Linked DNA regions of Canis lupus: region 2 is linked to region 1. The links are chromatin contacts, called in public Hi-C maps. All regions are on one chromosome and are shown on one strand. Each heading gives the region's core, a stretch centred on a gene start, on an enhancer-like site or on the middle of the called end of the contact. The rest is flanking DNA. Distances are from core to core; before and after follow the strand shown. Region 1 holds the start of FOXC1 (forkhead box protein C1). Region 2 overlaps GMDS (GDP-mannose 4,6 dehydratase).

Region 1 (4,904 bases), core at 1,761-4,260:
TTCTGCAGTCGGGGCCCTGGGGAGGCCTTGTAACTACCGCTGTGACGTCAGGCCCCCTCCTCAGAGCTCGGAACCCCTCGGTGGGCCCCGGGAATCGTAACCCCACCTGGCAGGTCAAGGAGGGGCTGGGAGTTGCCGGTGGGGCCAAGCGACAGTTGGGCCAGACATCCATTACGGCTGTCGCCGCGGGACCTTCAGGCGGCGAGCGCGGGAGGTGTCAGGAAAGAGAAGCCCGAGGTTTCCGGCGGGGGCATTTCTGCCAATTGAGTCAAGGTTTGTTGAGGAGACTGATGATGGAACCACCCCGAGGAGCAGCAAAAAGGAGCCTCAAAAACTTTAGACTCAAAATAAAAGCTTTAACCCATCCTCCCCCGAAGACTTCATTCCTGTGCCTTAACTTTAAAGTAACACCACTAACAACAATAATAAAATAAGCAAAGCACTTGAAATACAGTCAAGCCGTTTACTGGAGGTTTGCTTCCGAGTAAGCTTATAAAACACAAATGCAAATATCTTTTCCTGGCGAATATCCAGAGCTAAACCAGTGGAAAGTTGATCTTTATAAAACTGCACCCCCTCCAGTTTTTTTCACATGCCAGATACTAATTGCACAACGGGAACTTCTACACCCAAAGCGGGGAGCCCGGTGGCCACCGAGGTTCGATCTGCAATTTACACCCCACGCTGCCTGGGCTCCGGGGCTGCGCGGGGAGAGGGAGGGCAGGGGGGCAGGCGACGGTGTGGGTCGGGCTGGGGCCAGGAGGCCCGACTGTCCACTGCGAGCGCCGCCGGGGCCCACTGGCATTTCCCACGTTAGGAAAACAAGCGAGCAGCTCTGGCTGCTTCCCGCTCCGTGCCCTGCCCTGCGAGCAGTGGAGATGCAGCTTAAAGTTCAAATTCACCAAACGCTGGGGTGTTTTGGAGAGACCACCTAATTAGCCTCCAGGCTGAAGCCAGAGCGCCCCATAAAGCCCCGGCCAAAGGGGACGATTATGTCAGAGTACAGGGACCGGGGCTGGACACGAATTCACGTTTCAAGTCTGGGGTCTTCTCCCTCCCACCCCTTCCTCCCTCTGCAAGCGCTAAGGAACCGTCCAGGACTGAGCCTCCCGCTGACAAATCAAGTGTTGCTTCCAATCCGAGCCCCGGGCCTTGCGAACACCCTGGAAAAGGGAGTTTCAAGTGCCCCAAGAGCCCAGCAGGCCGAGAGGCAGCTGCCTCAGGAATGGGAAGTTCCGGGCGACCCCCCACCCCAGCCCCAGGCTCGCTCTAGAAGTGGCGGGTCCTCTCCTCTGTCTGAAAGACACTATTTTTTTTGTTGTTGTTGTTGTTTTTTTAAATGTTCAAGTGATAAGGAGCTGAGCCTGCCACACACGCCAGCTCCTCTGACATCGAACAACTGAAGCGACAATGAGAATTTTTGTGCAGGGAGGAAGCCGGGATTCCAGCTGGGAAGGCAAAAGGGGCTCCCAACACGTTCTTGCAGTTAAAGATTGTCAGAAATGGGGGGGAGTGGAGGTGTTAAATGCGTCACACTACTCTTCTTCACGGGTTCCTAAGCTTGCCAGGCCCCCCCACCCTCCCGGCTTCTGGTAAAGGACCTAGTGTTGGGGTGGGGGTGGGGGGTGAGAGGGGTGTTTTCTCCAGTTGCCAAAACGCAGAACCGCGTTGCAGGCGGAGGGGGGGGGGGGCAGTCCTTCGCTTCTCTCCTTCCCTCGTCTGCACCCCGCTGCACCCCGCTGCACCCCGGCCGCCCTGCGAGTCTCGGGCGCGCAGGGCCCCCCAGAACCGGCGGCGCCCGCGCCTCTGCGCCTCTGCCCCCAGCACCTCCGTTACGCGCGCGCGGGGATGGAGCCTGAGCGGAGACGCGCGGGGTTCTCGGGCGTGTGTTTATTTGCTTCTTGTCATCACACCTGCTCGCGTCGCTGGGCCCGAAGCGTGACCCTCCTCTGAGCCGAAGCGTGCGGGGCCCGACGAGAGCGGGCGGCGAGGGGCGAGCCTTAGGGGTCGGGCCCGGCGCGGCGCTGCGGGGAGGTCTGCGGGGAGGGAGGGAGGCCCCAGCAGCGGGCCGCGGAGCCGGGCGCCCCGGGCGGCGGGGAGGGAGCCAGGTGGCCTGGAGTGGGGCGGGCGGAGCCTACCTGGGCACGGTCCGGGCGCGGCCCCGGGGCCCCCTGCCCTGTCCCTACTGGGTGGGGGTGGCGAGGAAGGCGAGGCCGGGGCGACGCTGCGGCGGCGCCTCCAGGCCCGGGGCCCAGGGAGGCCGCAGGTGGGGGGCGAGGGAAGCAGCCGGCTGCGAAGCCCGGCGGCCCGCGGGGAGGCGGAGGGCGGGCGTGGGGTGGGGTGGCGTGGGGTGGGGTGGGGCGCCCGGGGGGCCGGGCCGTGGCGCGCGGCCCGCGGGGACCCGGGAGTCCCGCCGGCGGGGAGGCGCGGGGGGCGCGCGGGGCGCGGGGGGGGGGGCGGCCGGCTGCGGGCGCGGGGCGCGCTCGGCCGGCGCGCGTGTGGCCAGCCCCGCGGTCCTCCCGCAGCTGGGCGCGGGCCGCCGGGGCTCGGCCTCCGGCTCCTCCGGAGGCGGTTCTCGCCTGCCATTGGCTGCCGCGGCCGGGGCGGGGCGGGGCTCCGCGGCCCGGAAAAAATGTAACTGCGTAAAAAAGTCCTCGCCTGGGTGACGGATGCTCAAAAGTTCAGAAGTTTTCCCCATGCTTCCTTAGGCGGCCGGCGCGCGGGAGCCTGCGGAGGAGGTGACGCGGGGCCCGGGAAGGCGGCCGGCGCGCTGCCCCCGCCCCTGGCCGAGCGGAGGGCGCGGGCTCCGGGGCGCGGGCTCCGGGGCGCAGGCTCGGCGCGGGTCGGGCGCGGGCTCCGGGCGGCGCGGGCGGGCTGGCGGCGAGGGCGCCGGCTGGCCCCGTGCTGCGCGCTCGCTCGGCGGCCGGGAGGCGCGGCCCCGGCCCGGCCCGGCCCCCGGCCCCCGGCGCCCGGCGCCCGGCGCCCAGCGCCCAGCCCGGAGCGGCGCGGCGGGAGGCGGCGGCTGCGCGGGCCGGACTCGGCGAGCGGGGGCCATGCAGGCGCGCTACTCCGTGTCCAGCCCCAACTCCCTGGGAGTGGTGCCCTACCTCGGCGGCGAGCAGAGCTACTACCGCGCGGCGGCCGCGGCGGCGGGGGGCGGCTACGGCGCCATGCCGGCCCCCATGAGCGTGTACTCGCACCCGGCGCACGCCGAGCAGTACCCGGGCGGCATGGCGCGCGCCTACGGGCCCTACCCGCCGCAGCCGCAGCCCAAGGACATGGTGAAGCCGCCCTACAGCTACATCGCGCTCATCACCATGGCCATCCAGAACGCCCCGGACAAGAAGATCACGCTCAACGGCATCTACCAGTTCATCATGGACCGCTTCCCCTTCTACCGGGACAATAAGCAGGGCTGGCAGAACAGCATCCGCCACAACCTGTCGCTCAACGAGTGCTTCGTCAAGGTGCCCCGCGACGACAAGAAGCCGGGCAAGGGCAGCTACTGGACGCTGGACCCGGACTCCTACAACATGTTCGAGAACGGCAGCTTCCTGCGGCGGCGGCGGCGCTTCAAGAAGAAGGACGCGGTCAAGGACAAGGAGGAGAAGGACCGGCTGCACCCCAAGGAGCCGCCCGCCGCGCCCGCCGCGCCCCCGCCGCCGCCGCCGCCGCCGCCCCCGCAGGCCCGCGCGCCCCCCGCGCCCCCCGCGCCCCCCGCGCCGCCCGCGCCCGAGCAGCCCGACGGCGCCGCGCCCCCGCAGCCGCCGCCCGTGCGCATCCAGGACATCAAGACCGAGAACGGTACGTGCCCCTCGCCGCCCCAGCCCCTGTCCCCGGCCGCCGTGCCCAAGATCGAGAGCCCCGACAGCAGCAGCAGCAGCCTGTCCAGCGGCGGCAGCCCCCCCGGCGGCCTGGGCTCCGCGCGCGCGCTCAGCCTGGACGGCGCGGACCCCGCGGCCCCGCCCGCGCCCCCGCAGCCCGCGCCGCCGCCGCCGCCGCACCTGGGCCAGGGCTTCAGCGTGGACAACATCATGACGTCGCTGCGGGGGTCGCCGCAGGCCGCGGCCGAGCTGGGCTCGGGCCTGCTGGCGGCGGCGGCGGCGGCCGGGGCCTCGCGCCCGGGGCTCGCGCCCGCGCTGGCGCTCGGCGCCTACTCGCCGGGCCAGGGCTCCCTGTACGGCTCCCCCTGCGGCCAGGGCGCGGGCGCGGGCGGGGGCGCGGGCGCGGGCGCGGGCGGGGGCGCGGGCGGGGGCGCGGGCGCGGGCGCGGGCGGGGGCGCGGCGGGCGCGGGGACCTACCACTGCAACCTGCAGGCCATGAGCCTGTACGCGGCGGGCGAGCGCGGCGGCCACCTGCAGGGCGCGCCGGGGGGCGCGGGCGGCCCGGCCGTGGACGACGCCCTGCCCGACTACTCGCTGCCCCCGGCCACCAGCAGCGGCGGCGCGGCCCTGAGCCACGGCGCGGGCGGCGCGCAGGACGGCGGCCACCACCCCGCGGCCCACCAGGGCCGCCTCGCCTCGTGGTACCTGAACCAGGCGGGCGGAGACCTGGGCCACCTGGCGAGCGCGGCGGCGGCGGCGGCGGCCGCGGGCTACCCGGGCCAGCAGCAGAACTTCCACTCGGTGCGGGAGATGTTCGAGTCGCAGAGACTGGGCCTCAACAACTCCCCGGTGAACGGGAACAGCAGCTGTCAGATGGCCTTCCCGTCCAGCCAGTCTCTGTACCGCACGTCCGGGGCCTTCGTCTACGACTGCAGCAAGTTCTGACGCCCCCCGCCCCCGCCCGCCCCTGCATCCACCCACCACCCCCCCTGGACCACCGCCGCCACCGCCACCGCCACCACCACCCAGCCCGGACGAACTGCGAACTGAATGAATCGAACCCCCAAAGCAGGAACAGCC
Region 2 (4,904 bases), core at 1,741-4,240, 440 kb after region 1:
TACAATATAAAGAATGAATTTTTAATGATTTGCAATTTAATATCTCCAACCAGATAACTGTGCAACCAGAATATTTATGTTGTCAGTTTAAATACATCTTTTCCCATATGACACATCTATAAATTCTTCCAGAACTAGCACAGCAGAAAACATACAAAATTAGAAAAAGAAAAATCAATGAAACTTGTCAAAAGAGAAAACTCAAAAAATGACAAGTTAATATTTTACACTTTGGAGATTTTCGTAACTATGCTTTATAGATTAGTCTCTGGATCTTATGCCAATAAAGTTGAACCACCAAGACTCATCATCATAAAAGATGTTCAACTTGATTAAGCAGAATCCTCAGGAAGAAACTGAGAGAGAAAGAAACAGGGAGTGAGCAAGAACACTAGAGATACAAAGGAATCTCCCACAAAATGAGAGAGCACGTCACATCAACGCAAAATTATCCTTCAAAGAATACAAACTATGGGCAATCCATTTATGAACTTAAATGTTCAGTGCAAAAATAAAGATGCGACCTATAAAAAAGAAAAAGGAATTTTTAAAAGGATAAATCTGGGGCCAAAACTGAACTTTAGAACATTTATATTAATTTTCCAATAATTATTAATACTTCATAAAAAACAATGGTTACATGAGAAAATATGCTTCAGGATTATAATCTCATCTATCATTTTAAATCATTTTTTGAATACTTATGTACTTTAAAAAACTTTATCAGATTTTTTAAAGCACAATTTGGGCATAATAAGAATGAAAAACTAAGAACTGTAAACACAAATATTTGGAAAGTATATTCCAAATAATAGAGTGCACTCTTTTTTTGATCAACTTAAATCCTATCTAATTAATTACATTAAAGTTAACAAAATTAAGAAAAAGAAATCCTCAAGACAAGTATCACATAAGCTATTGTTATATTATTTGCAAGCATCTAAGACTTTATAGGATTTAGTCATTTTACAAATGTGAAGCCACCACAAGTTATAATTGGTTATAAGATGCCATAAATTTTTAAAGAACTCTATAACTCACATAAAGTCTATTTTTTCTAGTTGAAAAAGTATGTCAAAAATTATTTGTAAAGTATATCTTTTCTCAAATCCATTTAAAAAGTTATAAGCAAAATTTTTAAATTTTATTCATTCAACATTTAATTATTTATGTAAAATATTTACAAAATTTTATCAAAAAAATTGATGTGCCCATGCTAATATTTTTAAAAATCAAAATACTGGGTTTAAAAAAATTTTAAACAAAGTTCTTCTGTTACATTTGCCTACTTTAGACATGACTCTTTGAAACCAGGCAGTTGAAGGAAGTGGTGTTGCAATACTGCCCTTTTTATGAAAACTGCAGCAGTGAAAAGGTCACATAAATAATCTGCATCATACTATCCCATTAAGAAAAAGCACACAGTCTAAATCTAATACTGCCAAAAAGGGACAAAGAGTATGAAAGAAAAAGTATGCTGTCACCTGCAAAACGTATTATATTCTGGTTAAAAGTTGGTTCCAAACAGCAGATGTCAGTCTAAAACAAATTATATTTATATCTAAATCTAAAACAAATATATTTGATATTTTGATAATGATTTATAAAGAAATTTACACATTATTGTGACAAATCTGAACAGCCTTCACTTTGGTTTTAAGAATTGTATGACTATGCAAGTTCATCTTACAAAATTCCATTTAATTAAAAGCCCACAAAATTATGAAAAAAATTACCCCTACAATCAAATTGAAATTTTGATTAGTACAAATTTTTTTACTTCTTGTACTTATACAGCCTACAATTAAAAAAAAAAATCAGAGTAACACAGACCTATCTATGTGTACACACTGAAGTTAACAAAAGGGATTTAAAAAACAGAATATATGTATGGGGGTATCTTCTTTTTCTACCACTATGACAGAGTGTAACCATTTAATCATTAATAAGTAACAAGAAGCAGCCGGAATATGTTTTATGCTTCATTAAAACAACATTGAGGCCCATTACAGTGCACAGCAAATGGGGCTGGAAACCACCGCACACCCTGGCAAACCACATTCCCTTCTAACCTCGTTTGCTTGAAGCAGCTACAGAGTGAATGGCAATATACTCTCAAGTAAGCCTTTATTAAGTATGAGAAATAAATTATATTAAGTGTTATTTTTTGAACCCAGAAATGAGGGGAAGGGTTGTTAAGATATCAAATTTACTAAAAAAATAATTATGTGAGAAATAAGTTGCTGTCACAAGAGAGACTTGCCAGACACTGCGTTTGAGCAAGTTGTTATACACACCTTTGGAATCAATTTTGTGACACAGAGATTAGTCTGTGGTACTAAATCGCATGAGAGTGGATCAGAAAAAAAACTAAAGGGTACGGAAATGTTTTCTTGAACAACATTACCATTACATTAGAGGCATTAAGGAGCCCTTATTATGTTTATAACTAGTAAGATACTGACATGATTCGATAGCTCAGGACATGTTACAAATTGCTTTTTTATAACTTGCCTCCGTATCTCAGGTTTCTAATAAATATGATTTTACTTCATTAGATCCCCATGTCTGTGATTTTACCAAATTTAATTCTACAACTTGAAAATTACCTTGGAAATTTGTGGGAAGCCACAGAAAGGTCCTCAGAAACAGACACATATTAAATATTAATTATAATGATGACTGTCATCTTTTATAGTGATTATGTCATTATTCAGGAATGCTAATTAAGACATAAAATGACTCCTTAATTGCAAATGCATTCTGAAGAAATATATATTTGCACTTGTGTGTTTAATAGCAAATCCAGCGTGGGGACCAGACCATAACAGACTGCAGTTCTATTTTCTAAAATGCTGACATTTGAGCAAATGTTCCCATGGAATGTTTGTCTGATTCGTGGACTGACATTTCCTCTTTGTAACTTGCTTAACTAAGAAGGAGACATGCAGGCCAAACTCTACAGTACCCTCAGGCAGCAGGCCATTACTTGCCGCTGCAACTTGTGTACGGTTTCTCTTTTACTTCCCTCTTTCCCTACCGCCCCTCAGCCCTGAGCTGTCTCTTTATTTTGACATGCATATTATCTTAGCTGATTTCTATCATCTTACAGGAGTGGATGACATACCTTAAAAGATTAAGCCTTCCCACCTGGGATTTGTCCAGAAATGCAGTGTATTATAGCTTCTCACAGCCTTCTTCATTCTCCTATATTCTTGTGTTATCAATAGTGGCTTTCTTTCTTATTTTATGTTTAACTACAGGACACAGGCAGCTACGTTGATAGAAGTCAGTTTATAGTGTCATTCATCTTTCATTATAGGAACAAGGTTGACTTCCGCTGTCTGTAACACTTTGCTGCCATCTATGTGTAGAAAAGAGCACAACACTCCTCCATGCACCAAAAACCTCCTGGGTTGCAAAAAAGAATCCCAACTCTAATCTCAACAGATGACAAGGGAAGCTTCAGGAGTAATTTGCCTCCCCCCACGACAATGCCAACAATGCCAAAGCTTACCAGGAATTTCTATAAACAACTTCCTAACACTGAAAGAGTAGTGAGGATGCATTATTTAAAATAAACTAAAGCCAACAGTTTCATTATTGCTGCTGATAAATTTTAGCTAGTATGGCAACTTCTACAGTTCTGTTTGGAAAAGAAAGTGACAAGAAAAGGTGAAGTTTTAAGTCACTTAAATAATTACAATAAAATGAACGAACTTTTGCTAAAGTGCAATCTAAATAATCTTGCCAAACACTATAATGAAAAAAGATCATTTAACCAAAACAATCTCATAATATTTAATACTAAGTGAATGTAAAGCAACCAGATAAAAAAGTATTTATTCGCATTATTTAAACTACCAATAACTCAAGTACTGTGATTTAATAATTAACCATTTCCATTAAACACTCAAATATTCTTTTCTAAAGAAGACAGAGAGGGACGCCTGGGTGGCTCAGTGGTTGAGCATCTGCCTTTGGCTCAGGATGTGATCCGGGTCTGGGGATCCCTGTGGGGAGCCTGTTTGTCCCTCTATGTCTCTGTTTCTCTCTGTGTCTCTCAGGAATAAATTAATAAGATCCTTTAAAAAATAAATAAAAATAGAGAAGACAGAGAAATACATCAGAACCTGAAGAGCCTGTCAACCTCCCCGTTAGTATTGCCTATGTTGGTTTTCAATTGTCCTGACGAATGTCAGTTCAAAAAAACCAACAAAATCACTCCAGTGTGAGCCATATGGTAAAGGTAACCAAAACAAAGCAAGCAAGCAAACAAACAAACAAACAAACAAACAAAACTTTCCTCTACTAAACCATCTAGCAATCCACACAGTGAAGGTAAAAATTGATATTTCCAATCAGGACTAATGATATATGTTAACAGTCATAAAGAATGTTCCTTAAATGTTGTCAATACTATTGATTTCTAAAAGACATTTTACTATTAAGAAAAACTGACACAAACAAAGCATATGGGGTTGGGAGTAGAAAGGAAACTCAGGAAAACGTTTTACTCTGATTTACCAAATAGAATGAAAAGCTGACCCTGACTGCCTCGCCTCTGCCAGTCTGCCATGTACAGTAACTGCAAAACTGCTATCAGCATAATCTTTGTCATTCAGAGAACACTTCATTTTAATCATCAACACGTTTCATTTTAATCTTCAACACTAGAATCCTAATATAGAAGTTGAGCTCATTGTTTAAGATTCAACATTTTTTAAGGAATTTTTGGTCTAAGTTGTTCTAATGACAAACTTAACAGGGTTTAACAAGCCATGCCAAGACTTTATGCATATTTACCTGTAAATAAAGCAAATTTAAACTCATCATGGATGGTTTTTTATTAACATTCATAAACAATGTACATATTATGTGAATGTTACTAAAGAAAATAACAT

Evidence for each region. Hi-C and Micro-C count contacts between places; a contact is called where the count stands out from the background.
Region 2: a contact with region 1 is called in a Hi-C map of blood, with 4 times the contacts expected there. The contact joins the enhancer-like site here to the promoter of FOXC1 in region 1. A contact is called at or near these places in 5 of 9 Hi-C or Micro-C datasets (amygdala, blood, liver and 1 more).

The regions. Positions count from the first base shown.
Region 1 is chr35:3,341,181-3,346,084 of UU_Cfam_GSD_1.0, forward strand. FOXC1 (forkhead box protein C1) reads left to right here and starts at 3,011. Exons shown (of 1, transcript XM_038583957.1): 1 at 3,011-4,904. The coding sequence starts at 3,054. The coding sequence ends at 4,769.
Region 2 is chr35:3,782,176-3,787,079 of UU_Cfam_GSD_1.0, forward strand. All of the region lies in intron 4 of GMDS (GDP-mannose 4,6 dehydratase), which reads right to left. Among named protein-coding and RNA genes, the nearest start is that of GMDS, 150 kb to the right of the region's middle. Within about 2 kb of position 2,991, at least 4 of the 20 cell types and tissues checked have an H3K27ac peak or open chromatin away from gene starts, as enhancers often do. A contact at or near this core is called in blood, where this site is marked.